Linked DNA regions of Mus musculus: region 2 is linked to region 1. The links are chromatin contacts, called in public HiCAR-type maps. All regions are on one chromosome and are shown on one strand. Each heading gives the region's core, a stretch centred on a gene start, on an enhancer-like site or on the middle of the called end of the contact. The rest is flanking DNA. Distances are from core to core; before and after follow the strand shown. Region 1 holds the start of Fam120c (family with sequence similarity 120, member C). Region 2 holds the start of Ubqln2 (ubiquilin 2).

The links. HiCAR-type assays count read pairs that join an accessible place to other places.
Region 2: a HiCAR-type map of astrocytes shows a contact between it and region 1, with 3 times the contacts expected there. The contact joins the promoter of Ubqln2 here to the promoter of Fam120c in region 1. A contact is called at or near these places in 2 of 39 promoter capture datasets (liver and pre-B cells), 1 of 484 Hi-C or Micro-C datasets (CD4 T cells), 2 of 115 datasets of contacts at active chromatin or transcription factors (astrocytes and thymic regulatory T cells) and 1 of 9 other capture datasets (liver).

Annotation. Positions count from the first base shown.
Region 1 is chrX:151,339,748-151,346,115 of GRCm38.p6, forward strand. It overlaps Fam120c (family with sequence similarity 120, member C), which reads left to right and starts at 4,476. Exons shown (of 16, transcript NM_198105.2): 1 at 4,476-5,189. The coding sequence starts at 4,503. It overlaps A230072E10Rik (RIKEN cDNA A230072E10 gene), which reads right to left and starts at 2,132. Exons shown (of 3, transcript NR_015600.3): 1 at 734-2,132.
Region 2 is chrX:153,493,694-153,500,430 of GRCm38.p6, forward strand. Ubqln2 (ubiquilin 2) reads left to right here and starts at 4,539. Exons shown (of 1, transcript NM_018798.2): 1 at 4,539-6,737. The coding sequence starts at 4,761. The coding sequence ends at 6,677.

The sequences.
Region 1 (6,368 bases), core at 3,226-5,725:
GTAGAAGTCGCACATTGATCCATCACTACATCTGAGGATGTATCTACCCTTTTCACCTGGATGGGTATAATGGAAAAAAACTCATGGGAGTCCCTTTCTTATTATTTCCTTGCTTAACCAGTTTGTATTTAGGTCAGGGTTATGCTCAAAGTGAGGTTCTTAGATTTGAAAATGTGTTTAAATCTCTCAGATGGCTAGAGGGGTCTGAAAAAATGTACCACTACACTTCTTTCATACCCCTGCATTAGGAGATTTGACCTATTTAACAAGGCTGTGAGCAATCGAAGGTCAAATCACCAGGAGAATGCAGTGTGCCGTTCAGGAGAAATGGGGTTATCAAAATAATTCAGTTCATTTGTACCCCATAACTGATTCACTGTAGAACATTAACTAAAGGAAACTTATACTTGTTAATCCTTCTGTTCCTTGGAGACATGTGTATCTTTCCTCCAGTTCAGGATGTCTTTCTGAAGGACCTGTGAGACATTCCTTGGAAACCTAATTGCCAGGAACAATAGGGCCTCTGTCTCTCTGTCTCTGTGTTGATAGGATAGAAATCTAATTGTCAGCCAGTGTGCACATTTGGCCTAATCACATTTATATTGATCAGTCCTCTGTAATTTTTTTTTACTACCTTGATGCTATTCTGCCCCCATCCTGTTTCCTCTCATATTTCCCCATTCTCCCACTCATGTCTGTGCAAGAAAGAACAAAGCTCATCTCTTTCCCTTACCATCAGTAGTTTGCACACTGTTTATAGTACTTCAACATTTTTCTGGCTTCATCTTCAACACTACTAAAATCATGGATTTCTGGTGGTACACTCAGTGTTTCCAATGTTGAAAATACAGGGTGAGGCTTGAAATGATCCTGTTCAGAACAGGTACTGTGATGTGCTGCTCCAGAGTTGCTACTCTGGGTGGTCCATTACAATCATGATTCGCTAGACATGATTTTCTACTGATGAAAATTTTCTAAGTCTTCAATTGAAGGCCTATTGGTTTCATGTTGGGAGATGTCCCAGTAGCAAGTATTAATAACAGGTAGTAAAATTCTTGTTGTTGGTCTCCTTTCTCTTCCTTTTTTTCCGGTGCTGGGGATCGGACTCCTTGTCCTGCACATACAAAGCAAGTGATTTACTACTGTTGCAGCTTCTTTTTCTTAGCACTCTCTAAGTATTTGGCTCATTCTCTCTGTCATTCTGTTCAAGATCCTCTCGATCAGAGATCCAGTAGGAGATAGTAAGCTGAGCTGAGCTTACTACTGTGAAACCTTCCCCACCTCCGTCCTGATCCGCCTTGGGGATGGATGTTCACTTGCTTCTTAACATCTAGTTGGATTCAGTTATGGGAAATCAGCACTTCTGGCAAAGTTGATGCCATGAGGAGTTACTACTCCTTATACATGTGTGAATAATTTGCTGGTGCCAGTTTCTTAATCAGTGAAATCCTTGAAGTGGGTCTGACATTTTTGCTGCAAGTCAGCAGGACCAAGGGATTTGTGCCTGCAGCAATCAAAGCTCAGTTTGTTTTTGTTTGTTTGTGGTCCTGAGGAATAGAAGCTGGGGAAGGATTCTACCACTGAACTCCACACCCAGCTCCAGGGCTTTTCTTTTGAGTTCCAGGAACTGTAATTAACTGGTTCACTGCCATATCTTACAAAAAGTGTCAACTCCCTTCCCATCAATGGATGCTAGAAGATTCCACCTGTATCAGTTCCGTGTATTTTGGGCTTGTAATTTGCCACACCTCATTTCTGACTGTTTATTCTCTTTGTAACCAAATGTAATGAGCTCACATCTTGGTGAATGCAAAAGGTTAAAACAAGCACAGCCAAGACATGAAAGAGTGGAGAAAGATCTATTACTTAAAGCAGTTAAGGGATCCCTGAGTGTCTCAATCAGCATGGCTTTGGGATTGCCTTGACCAGGGCAATGGAGAATGGAGAAATGACAGATAGATGTACCAAGAAGCTGGGATTGGATAAGCCTTGCACAGTCCCAAGTATGCTGTTTATAAGACCATATTTAAGAGGGTAAGATACAAATTTTAGATATACTTAGCTGAAGTTCACAGGCTGTTACCATTAAAACGGGGAAGAAGAGTACATCTGTGAAATCTCGCTTGTATCATAGCTGAAAATAATGGAAAGGACATTTTGTAAGTGTGCACAGGTACACTTGTGTGTCTTGGTGTGCTCATATGTATGCCCATGAAAGCCAGGGGACAAAATTTGCATATCATTCTTCAGGAATCTTCCACCTCAGTTTTTAAGGCATTGTCTCTTATTGGCCTGGAACTCACCAATTAGACTAGGTTGCTTGGCCACTGGGTCCCAGAAATCCACTTGGCTCTACTTCCCCAGCCCTGGGATTACAAATGCACTACATTGAGCCTGGCTTTTTGGTGTGGTCTTTGAGAATTGAATCCAGGTCCTCATGCTTGCAAAGCAAGCATTTTAACCAGAGAGCCATCTCACCGACCCAGAAAGGATGATTTGAAGGTAGAATAATAAAGGGTTTTCATCTAAAGGTATCTCACTTGTGGCTAACAGTTTCATTAAGTGGCTTATGATCCAATTATTTTTGTTGTTGTTGGGACTTAATTTTTTTCTTTACTGTTTGTTTTGTTTAGTTCTTATCTCAGGCTGACCTGGAAAATAATAATTTCAAAGTTGTGGCAATCCTCCTGCCTTGACCTTCTGAATGCTGGGTTTATAGATGTAAGCCAACACACTCAGTTAAAATATGGCATTACAAGCAAATGTGAACATGATAGGATTTATTTACTTCCTTGGTTCTTTGAAATCACTGGGTAGCCTAGGCTGGCCTAGAACTTAAGGTGACTGTCCCATGTCAACTTCCTGAGTACTAAGATTGCAGGCACATACCATCATGCCTAAGACAACAGTTTTTGCAGTAATCTTATCAAGTTAACAATGAGAAGGCTAATTTTTAGGAAAGGGATGCTGGACAAACTCTCTAGTAAGCACAGTTTACTAAAAACATCTATTCTCTTCATCTTTCATGCCTTCAAGCTATTGCCTTTCCCTTTTTTTTCAAAAACAATTTTTATTAGCTATTTTCTTCATTTACATTTCAAATACTATCCCGAAAGTCCCCTATACACCCCCCACCTCCCTCTCCCTTGCCTTTCATGTTGTCTCCCATCCCTGCTATTCTGGATCTACTACTCTTATGACAAACCCGGTTTGGAATTTGCAACCTGTTTTTGGTTTCATCCTATCAAACCATTCTGATGTCATTCCTGGGGTTCTGCTCTTTTATGTTCTGTAAATTCCAAGCCAGATAGATACAACTACTCTGCATGCAGATCTTGTTTTCTGCTGTAGTCTGGCTGAAGTAATGGGCCCTAAAACTTGACAGAAGACAGACTCTACATGGATTTCATTGGAGAAGCATGCTGAAATGTACTTTTCAAAAGACTGTGATCAAATTAGAACCTTTGCAGCTATTTTGAATTGTTCCCACATGGACACATTTAGTAGGTTGGAAAACAAAAAAAATCCCCTAACCATATGGCATAGCTTAGTGAGTACCAATAAGGTCCAAGTTGTAGTTGAATTTGAGTGGGTGTTTAATCTCCCTGACCAGAGATCCTGAGGCAAATTATAGGCAATTTCATTTTGTCTATGCATTCATTGTCTTAAGTAAATGTTTTACCATTTGTAAGGTGGATAACTCTTCAAAGTATGACAGTAGATGTTAGCGGTTTTTATGTATCATATGTGTTCTTCTCCTTTCGTTAAAAGTTGTGCATATCATCTTTTCAATGGAAGGGAAATTTCTCCCTTTCAGGGAACTTTAGCTCACTTTAGCCAAATTCTACTAATCCACAGTACTTCCTTTCCCATGATGCATCATCTCCATTTCTTTCCCTGGGCATGGTGGTATAATATCCTGAGGCAACTCGGTTGGATACTAGGAGTTCTGGTACAAATCCTATACACACATTTTCTTGGCCCGCTTCTTCTGACACTATGAGCATCAAGGCCTGACAGGTGTGATCCTCTGGTTCTAAGACTGCATCCTGAGGCCATCCGGGAAAAGACTACAACTCCCAGGATGCTCATCCGCCCCGCCCCTGTACCCCTCCCCCAGCTAGAAAGCGAGTATCACAGAGAAGACGAGGCAACATGGCTCCCGGAGGTGGAAGGCAGAGGCTTCACCCCCTTTGAAGCAGTGAAGAAGAGCAGCGGAGGGGAACGGGAAAAGAGGAGTGACTACGACTTTGTCATCGCTTTTATCTTCCCAGCCTCTTCTGAGTCTGGTCAGCCTCACCTCTGCTCTCCACCCGCACCCAGTCTGTGGTCTCCTCCCCTCCCCGCCCACGTTCCCTCGCCCCTCCCGTTCTCAAACCCTCTCTCCGCCCCCCTCGCCCCTACCCCCCGCGGAGTGCGCACGCGCCCGCCTCCAGCTTCGCGCGGGGATCGCCGACTGGCCCGCTTGCGCAGCCGCTGTTCCTTCTACCCACGGAGGAAGCATGGGCGTCCAGGGCTTCCAAGAGTTCCTGGAGAAGCGCTGTCCCGGGGCTGTGGTGCCTGTGGACCTCCTCAAACTCGCGCGCACCGTCTCGCGCCAGCAGCAGCAGCAGCACCTGCACCGCCAGCTGCCGCCAGCAGCCCTAGCGCCAGGGGCTCCACGCATCACCAGGGGCTCTGCTCCTCTGCCGCCGCCGCCGCTCCCGCCCGCTGCCTTTGGTGCTTACTCCGGGGGCGCGGGGCCGTCTCGGCACCATCACCCTGCTCACCATTTCCACCACCATGGCCAAGCGCCGCCAGGGCTGCATCCGCCGCCGCCCCCTCCGCTGCCTGGGGCTCGGGTATTGGTAGACGCGGGCTCGGCGCTGCCGCGGCTCTATGGTGGCTACCAGACGGATTGGGTTTGTGGCGGCCAGTGGAATGCCATGCTGGGCTACTTGTCAGCGCTGTGCCAGGCTTGTGCCTATCCGGGCGGAGACGGCCTGGAGCTGGTGGTCATGTTCCCTGGGGGCCTGGGGAAGGACCGACTGGCCGAGTGGGGCCGTCGGTGCCAGGCGGAGCGGCAGACTGCGCAACTGATCGTGGGACACGTGGGCAACAAGGGCACCCCTCCACCGCGGGCCTGGTTCCTGCCACCTGCCTGTCTGAGCCACTGCGTGAGGCTAGCACTCATCCGCTTCCGGGTCAAGGTGAGGGAGGGGTTAGATTTTTAAATGAAATGCCCCACACCTGTTCCTTCCAGACTAAACACCTAACCATTCACCGACCTACCTGCCACCCACTCAGTCAGCTAACTTACTGGCGACCATTTTATCCCCTCGTGCCCCCGTCATATGGCCTATTAATTCCCTTACCTACATGATTGTATCTCTAGCCATGCCATCCCCGTAACCCCCTTTACTCACACAATTGGCCTACCTGTTGGTTCTAGCAGAATTGACTCAAAATTCCTCCGGGCTTCATGTTTCTCTTGCTATCATCCCCCTCAAACTGAAATATGTTTTTTCTTCATTTTCCAGTTGACATTCCCTCCCCTATATCTGTTTTCAACCCCATGGCAAATAAAACAGATGTTAGTCGAACACCTTTGTTCTATAATTTTCCCCCATTTGACACCTAGTACTTCTTTTTTCCCCATCCATTGAGCCCTTTTCATTTCAACATGCTTTTATCTTGGCATGCCTTAGCCCAAACAATTCACTGATTGAGTCACTATTCAGGAAGATGAACACGCTCAGTAGGGGGTTTCAAAGACGGTTGGGGGTGCGGGGAGGGGCTCTCAAAAACCCCAAGACGCCATTCTTGGCTTTGAAAGATCAAATGCGCAGCATTTACTTGCTGGTGTAAATATGCATGGTGATTCTGTTTTCTGGTATGTAAGTTGCCAGTTTGGGTAGGTGGGTGGGGTGATAATCTGTGGGTTAAAATGGTCCTGGGAAACTTCCTGAAAAAGATAGACTTGGAGAATGGGCTAGATCTGAATGGTTCACAGGTTTTGGAGGAGGTTGTTTAATTAAAGAGGTTGAAGCAATCGGGCAGAGGCAAAAAGAAATACCAAGTTCATGAGGCTCCATGGGTTTAAACCGAAGGCCAGCCTCTGAGTAGTTGAGCCACTGCATATGGAGCCTGGGGAAAAGCTTGGCAGCATCCCCGGGTCTTGGCACCACTGCTATTACGCTGTTGCTTTCCCATACTCTTAGGTTTCAAGTTCCTACGTGTAGAGAATAGCAAGGCTTGAGAAGTAAGGAGGTAGGCAGGAAGAAGGAAAAGAAAAGCGTTACAGGGTTAGGTGGGAAGAAACTGCAAACCCATTTTCTAACCAGAGTTTTGGGGGGAATGTCCTTTCAGGATTGGGGACTTGGGGATTC
Region 2 (6,737 bases), core at 3,289-5,788, 2.2 Mb after region 1:
GCCTAGTCTCACAAGAGACAGCTATATCAGAGTCCTTTCAGCCAACGCTTGCTAGTGTATGCAATGGTGTCATCGTTTGGAGGCTAATTATGGGATGGATCCCTGGATATGGCAGTCTCTAGATGGTCCATCCTTTCGTCTCAGCTCCAAACTTTGTCTCTGTAACTCCTTCCATGGGTGATTGTTTCCAATTCTAAGAAGGGGCAAAGTGTCCACACTTTGGTCTTCTTTCTTCTTCAGTTTCATGTGTTTTGCAAATTGTATCTTATATCTCGGGTATACTAAGTTTCTGGGCTAATATCCACTTATCAGTGAGTACATATCATTTGAGTTCTTTTGTGATTGTGTTACCTCACTCAGGATGATGCCCTCCAGGTCCATCCATTTGCCTAGGAATTTCATAAATTCATTCTTTTTAATAGCTGGATAGAACAGCAATGGCTTGTGCTGTAAGATCGAGAATTGACAAATGGGACCTCATGAAACTGCAAAGCTTCTGTAAGGCAAAAGACTCAGGATGATGCCCTCCAGGTCCATCCATTTGCCTAGGAATTTCATAAATTCATTCTTTTTAATAGCTGGATAAAACAGCAATGGCTTGTGCTGTAAGAGCGAGAATTGACAAATGGGACCTCATGAAACTGCAAAGCTTCTGTAAGGCAAAAGACACCGTCAATAAGACAAAAAGACCACCAACAGATTGGGAAAGGATCTTTACCTATCCTAAATCAGATAGGGGACTAATATCCAATATATATAAAGAACTCAAGAAGGTGGACTCCAGAAAATCAAATAACCCCATTAAAAAATGGGGCTCAGAGCTAAACAAAGACTTCTCACCTGAGGAATACCGAATGGCTGAGAAGCACCTGAAAAATTGCTCAGCATCCTTAATCATCAGAGAAATACAAATCAAAACAACCCTGAGATTCCACCTCACACCAGTCAGAATGGCTAAGATCAAAAATTCAGGTGACAGCAGATGCTGGTGAGGATGTGGAGAAAGAGGAACACTCCTCCATTGTTGGTGGGATTGCAAGCTTGTACAACCACTCTGGAAATCAGTCTGGCGGCACCTCAGAAAATTGGACATAGTACTACCGGAGGATCCAGCAATACCTCCCCTGGGCATATATCCAGAAGATGCCCCAACTGGTAAGAAGGACACATGCTCCACTATGTCCATAGCAGCCTTATTTATAAGTGCCAGAAGCTGGAAAGAACCCAGATGCCCCTCAACAGAGGAATGGATACAAAAAATATAGCACAGCTTTTAAGAACATTTCTTAGTCCCGTTGAACCTGGTAAAGAACTTACACTATACAGAAATGATTGTACTGCTCTAATATCACACAAGTATAGGTGATTCTGGTGGAGTTTTTATTACAGTCTCATTGACTCAAATCTTGCCCTCCATATATAACTATTTTTCTAGTTGTAACGGAATTTCTTCTTCTTATTATTATTAATTAACTTTCTGCCATGTGCATCCACAAAAATAAAGAATGATCAGAATTTTCTTTGCATTCTGTAGATCCACTCCAGGAAGACAATATATTTTACTAATGGATACAACCATAAATGTAGAAATGCTTAGTAAAATTGTCTGAAGATTTTAGTATACTTTCAATGCTGGTTAGCAAGTTGGCCTTTACTTCCCAGAGGAATATGAAGTTCTTGTTTCCTGCCACAGCTACTAAAAGTAATTCAGGTAATGCTTATGAAGAGCTGGCTTAGGAATTCTTTACCAACTCTGTCAAGCTCTGGAACTACACTGTCTTTCAAATCTGTACTTACTGATTTTTGTGGTGCTGGGGATAGAACCTGGGACCTTGTGTATGTTCTGGCTCAGTTCTTTTTTAGTTTGTACATGGTTTATTCCATTGCTTTCATATTGAAACAAGGTAAAATGTCTTTCTAGTATCTCACAAAAAGGAAAATGTAGCAGAAAGAGGAAAAAAAGGGGAAGAGAAAAGGATGAAGGGAGAGAAATATTGTTTGTTGGTCTTTGCTGTTTTCATTTTATGGCTGGCATGTCAGGTACCTCTTCCAGTTTTCTTTGTTGTCCTTGTTATTTGAATGTGTATTACACTAATTTTGCTATTATTGGGCATTTAAAATCTTAAAATGTATAAATTTGACTCTGAATTCATTCACATAGTACCCCATAAATCTAATGTTAATGAACTCAGACCTGCTAAAAATGAATATTCTTATTCACCACTTATTTCAATTGGCTTGGGATGGGGCCTAGAAATTTCTATCAGTATCAAGTTCCTTAAACTACATATAGGGTAATCTTGTGGTAAGTATTGAGATTATATTCTCATTATAATTATGCTTACCAATTCATTCTACTAAGAATTTCAATTTGTACTATCTCAAAAGTGTTCGGATTTCTTTAAATTTTAAGTGTTTTCTTCTTCCTCATTTTTGTTAATAGTATTTACCTTTAAGAGTCATTAACAATTCCTTGTGATATAGTATTAAATTTCTATTTATTTTCAGAAAAGTTAAACATATTTTAACAGAGGTGAGTTGTCACTATCTAAAATCAGCCATTGCTGGTAGCCTGTCATGTTTCCTTCGAGTTTAGAGACAAAGCACATTTTTACAGCTTTAACTCCAGTTCCATTTAGTCATTGTGTAGAATCCTGTACCATTTCCTCTTCCTTGTGACTAGATGTTTAGAATGACTGCCTCTTGTACATTTATTTTCTGTTAATTTTTCTTTCAGTACTAGGAATTGAACCCAGGGTCTCTTCACACACAGTACGCATGTGCTCCATCAGTGAGCAGCAGCCCAGCCCTTCTAGCTAATAGAATATTTTATATACATATGTACATATGTTTTAAATACCATAGATATTTACATTTGATGTGTGTCAGTTAATTATGTTTTGATATGTATTTAAAGCAAGTATACTTTTCATTGTACATTATATCTATATGAGCTCTTGCATATATAATGATTTTTGTACTAGTCATGGGTATAATGGCCCTGTATTTTGTTTTACACTGAGATTTATTAAGGTACTGTGACGTAATGATTTTGAAATGCTGTTAAATCATCTCTAGGTTTTTGTATGGGAAAAGGATTTTCTGTGTTCAAAGCAAGAGAAATAAATGATTTCAGAATAATTTCTTCTATAATTCAGGTTTTCTATAACAGTAATACTCCATTTTTTGTTTTCTTTATTTAATCCATAATGATTATGTTAATTTCTGCCACGACTATTGTGTGCCTGTCAATTTTTACCTTTACTCTTGTCTGAAAATAATATTTGTAGTTTTTAAAAATCATAAACGCAATGCATATTTATTCATCAAATTCACAATCTTATAAAAATAGAAAATAAGAATTATTTACAATTTCAGCTCTTACTAATAATTACCTTTATCATAATGGAGTATAGCCTTTCAGATTTTTTTCACACATACAGTCTACAAGCTTTTTGATGCTGACACCTACACACATGTATTGTTTCCATTTGTTAAGAAAACCATAAAAAATAACCCCAAATATCGTCTATTATTTTCTCCTAACTACAGTGCATTTAATGTATTTTTTAGAGACATGTAATACTACATGAATTAGCCACCATCTTTTAGACACAGGGATTATTTTATTGTATGGCAAAATCATAGTATTCCTGTCACAGACCCATTTAACTAGCTAAACGCTATTTTTTAAAATGCCACGTTGTTTATATATACTTTTCGAATTGATTATTAGGTCTTTCTAAACAAAGGTGCAAATCCTTAAAATGTCCATTTGTATTTTCAAACTGCCCCATTACAACAATTCATACTACGACTAGCATGAGAGTGCATTTTCTCGGCTCCTGGTCAACAAGGTTTAACGTTCTTTTTTTTTTTTTTATCGCTGCCAATATGATAAACCCGAAGGAAAAATCTCATTGTGTTTATTTGAATCCCTTTGATTAGGAGCGAGCCTCATCTTTTCAGAAGCCTGTTGGCCGTTTCTCGGCTTCTTTTGTAAAATGCTCGCTCCCGCCATGCCTTCCCTTCCCCCAACCGGGCGCTCATTCTCCCTTTTTGCTTTGTCAGAGTTCTTTACTATTCATTTTTCGTCCTTTGCCTGGGATCGGTTCAATTCAGGCTTTCATCCTTTCACTGCCTCCCAGATTGCGAACCCACATTCTCCATTGGTCTTTCAGTGGCTGCTAAAGAAGCTGCCTCCCTCTTCCTCCTCCTGGCCTCCTCCCTTCCCCCCTCGCCTCGCCCGCCTCGCCTTGGTCCCCTGGCTTTTCTCTCCAGCCTCCTTCCTTTTCCTTCTCTTCCCCCCTCTCTTTGTTTATTTCTCCCTCCCTCTCCCTCTCCCTCCCTCCGCCCCCCCTCCTCTGCAGGGCAGGAGTTTTGCGCTCGGCCGCGAGACGCTCGCTGGGCTGGCGCCGCGTCAGCAGGGGGCGGGGCGCGGCCGGGGGCGGGGCGGGGCGGGGCGGGGCGGGAGCGCGGGCGCCGCAGCTGCAGGAGTCGCTGGGAGTGCGCGCGGGCAGATCACAAGGCGGCGGCAGCGGAGACGGCCTGCAGGACCTGCTCTCTCAGCCCTCAGCCGAGGCCTACGCCGAGCCGAGTGCGCAGCCGACGACCGGGAGGAGCCGCAGCCTTCAACTCTGAGGTACTGTGATCCGCGCTGCCCGCCGGGCCGCCCCAGTCCGCTGCTGCGGCACCTCCTTCCCTCGCGCCCTCTTCGCTCGCCAGCGCCTTCCCTGTGAGCCTGCGTCACCGCGGCCGCCATGGCTGAGAACGGCGAGAGCAGCGGCCCCCCGCGCCCCTCCCGCGGCCCTGCGGCGGCCCCAGGCGCGGCCAGCCCGCCGGCCGAGCCCAAAATCATCAAAGTCACTGTGAAGACCCCCAAAGAGAAGGAGGAGTTCGCGGTGCCCGAGAACAGCACCGTGCAGCAGTTCAAGGAAGCGATTTCCAAACGCTTCAAATCGCAGACCGATCAGCTCGTGCTGATTTTCGCCGGAAAGATCCTGAAAGATCAAGATACCTTGATGCAGCATGGCATCCATGATGGACTGACTGTTCACCTGGTTATCAAAAGCCAGAACCGTCCGCAGGGCCAGGCCACCACGCAGCCCAGCACGACTGCGGGAACGAGCACGACGACCACGACCACCACCACGGCGGCGGCGCCGGCGGCGACGACATCATCGGCTCCCAGGAGTAGCTCCACACCTACCACCACGAATAGCAGCTCCTTTGGGCTGGGAAGCCTTTCCAGCCTTAGTAACCTGGGCTTGAACTCGCCCAACTTCACCGAGCTTCAGAACCAGATGCAGCAGCAGCTCCTGGCCAGCCCTGAGATGATGATCCAGATCATGGAAAATCCCTTTGTTCAGAGCATGCTTTCGAATCCTGATCTGATGAGGCAGCTCATCATGGCCAATCCACAGATGCAACAATTGATCCAGAGAAACCCAGAAATCAGCCACCTACTGAACAACCCAGATATAATGAGGCAGACGCTGGAAATCGCCAGGAATCCTGCCATGATGCAAGAGATGATGCGAAATCAAGACCTGGCTCTCAGTAATCTCGAAAGCATCCCAGGTGGCTACAATGCTCTGCGGCGCATGTACACTGACATTCAAGAACCTATGCTGAATGCCGCACAGGAGCAGTTTGGGGGCAACCCGTTTGCCACGGTGGGGAGCAGTTCCACCTCAGGGGAAGGTACTCAGCCCTCCCGCACGGAGAATCGTGATCCGCTGCCCAATCCTTGGGCACCACCGCCAACAACCCAGACGGCTGCGACCACCACCACCACCACGACCACAAGCAGTGGCAGTGGCTCTGGCAGCAGCTCCAGCAGCACCACCGCCGGGAACACCATGGCTGCAGCTAATTACGTGGCTAGCATCTTCAGCACCCCAGGAATGCAGAGCCTGCTGCAGCAGATAACTGAGAATCCCCAGCTGATTCAGAATATGCTGTCTGCGCCCTACATGCGGAGCATGATGCAGTCGCTGAGCCAGAATCCAGATATGGCGGCCCAGATGATGCTGAGTAGCCCGCTGTTCACTTCGAATCCTCAGCTGCAGGAGCAGATGCGTCCACAGCTCCCGAATTTCCTGCAGCAGATGCAGAATCCAGAAACCATCGCGGCCATGTCAAACCCGAGAGCGATGCAAGCGCTAATGCAGATCCAGCAGGGGCTACAGACTCTAGCCACTGAAGCACCTGGCCTCATTCCCAGCTTCGCTCCAGGTGTGGGGATGGGAGTGCTGGGAACCGCCATAACCCCTGTGGGCCCAGTCACTCCCATAGGGCCCATCGGCCCTATAGTTCCTTTCACCCCCATAGGCCCCATCGGGCCTATAGGACCCACTGGCCCTGCAAGCTCCCCCGGCTCCACCGGCACTGGCATCCCGCCTGCAACCACTGTGTCCAGCTCTGCACCTACTGAAACCATAAGTCCAACCTCGGAATCTGGACCCAACCAGCAGTTCATTCAACAAATGGTGCAGGCTCTCACTGGAGGAAGCCCTCCACAGCCGCCGAATCCTGAAGTGAGATTTCAGCAGCAACTGGAACAGCTCAACGCCATGGGGTTCTTAAACCGCGAAGCAAACTTGCAGGCCCTAATAGCAACAGGAGGCGACATCAACGCGGCCATTGAGAGGCTGCTGGGCTCTCAGCCATCCTAATTACGTTTCTGTACCTTGAAAAAAAATGTATCTTATTTTTGATAATGGCTCTTAAATCTT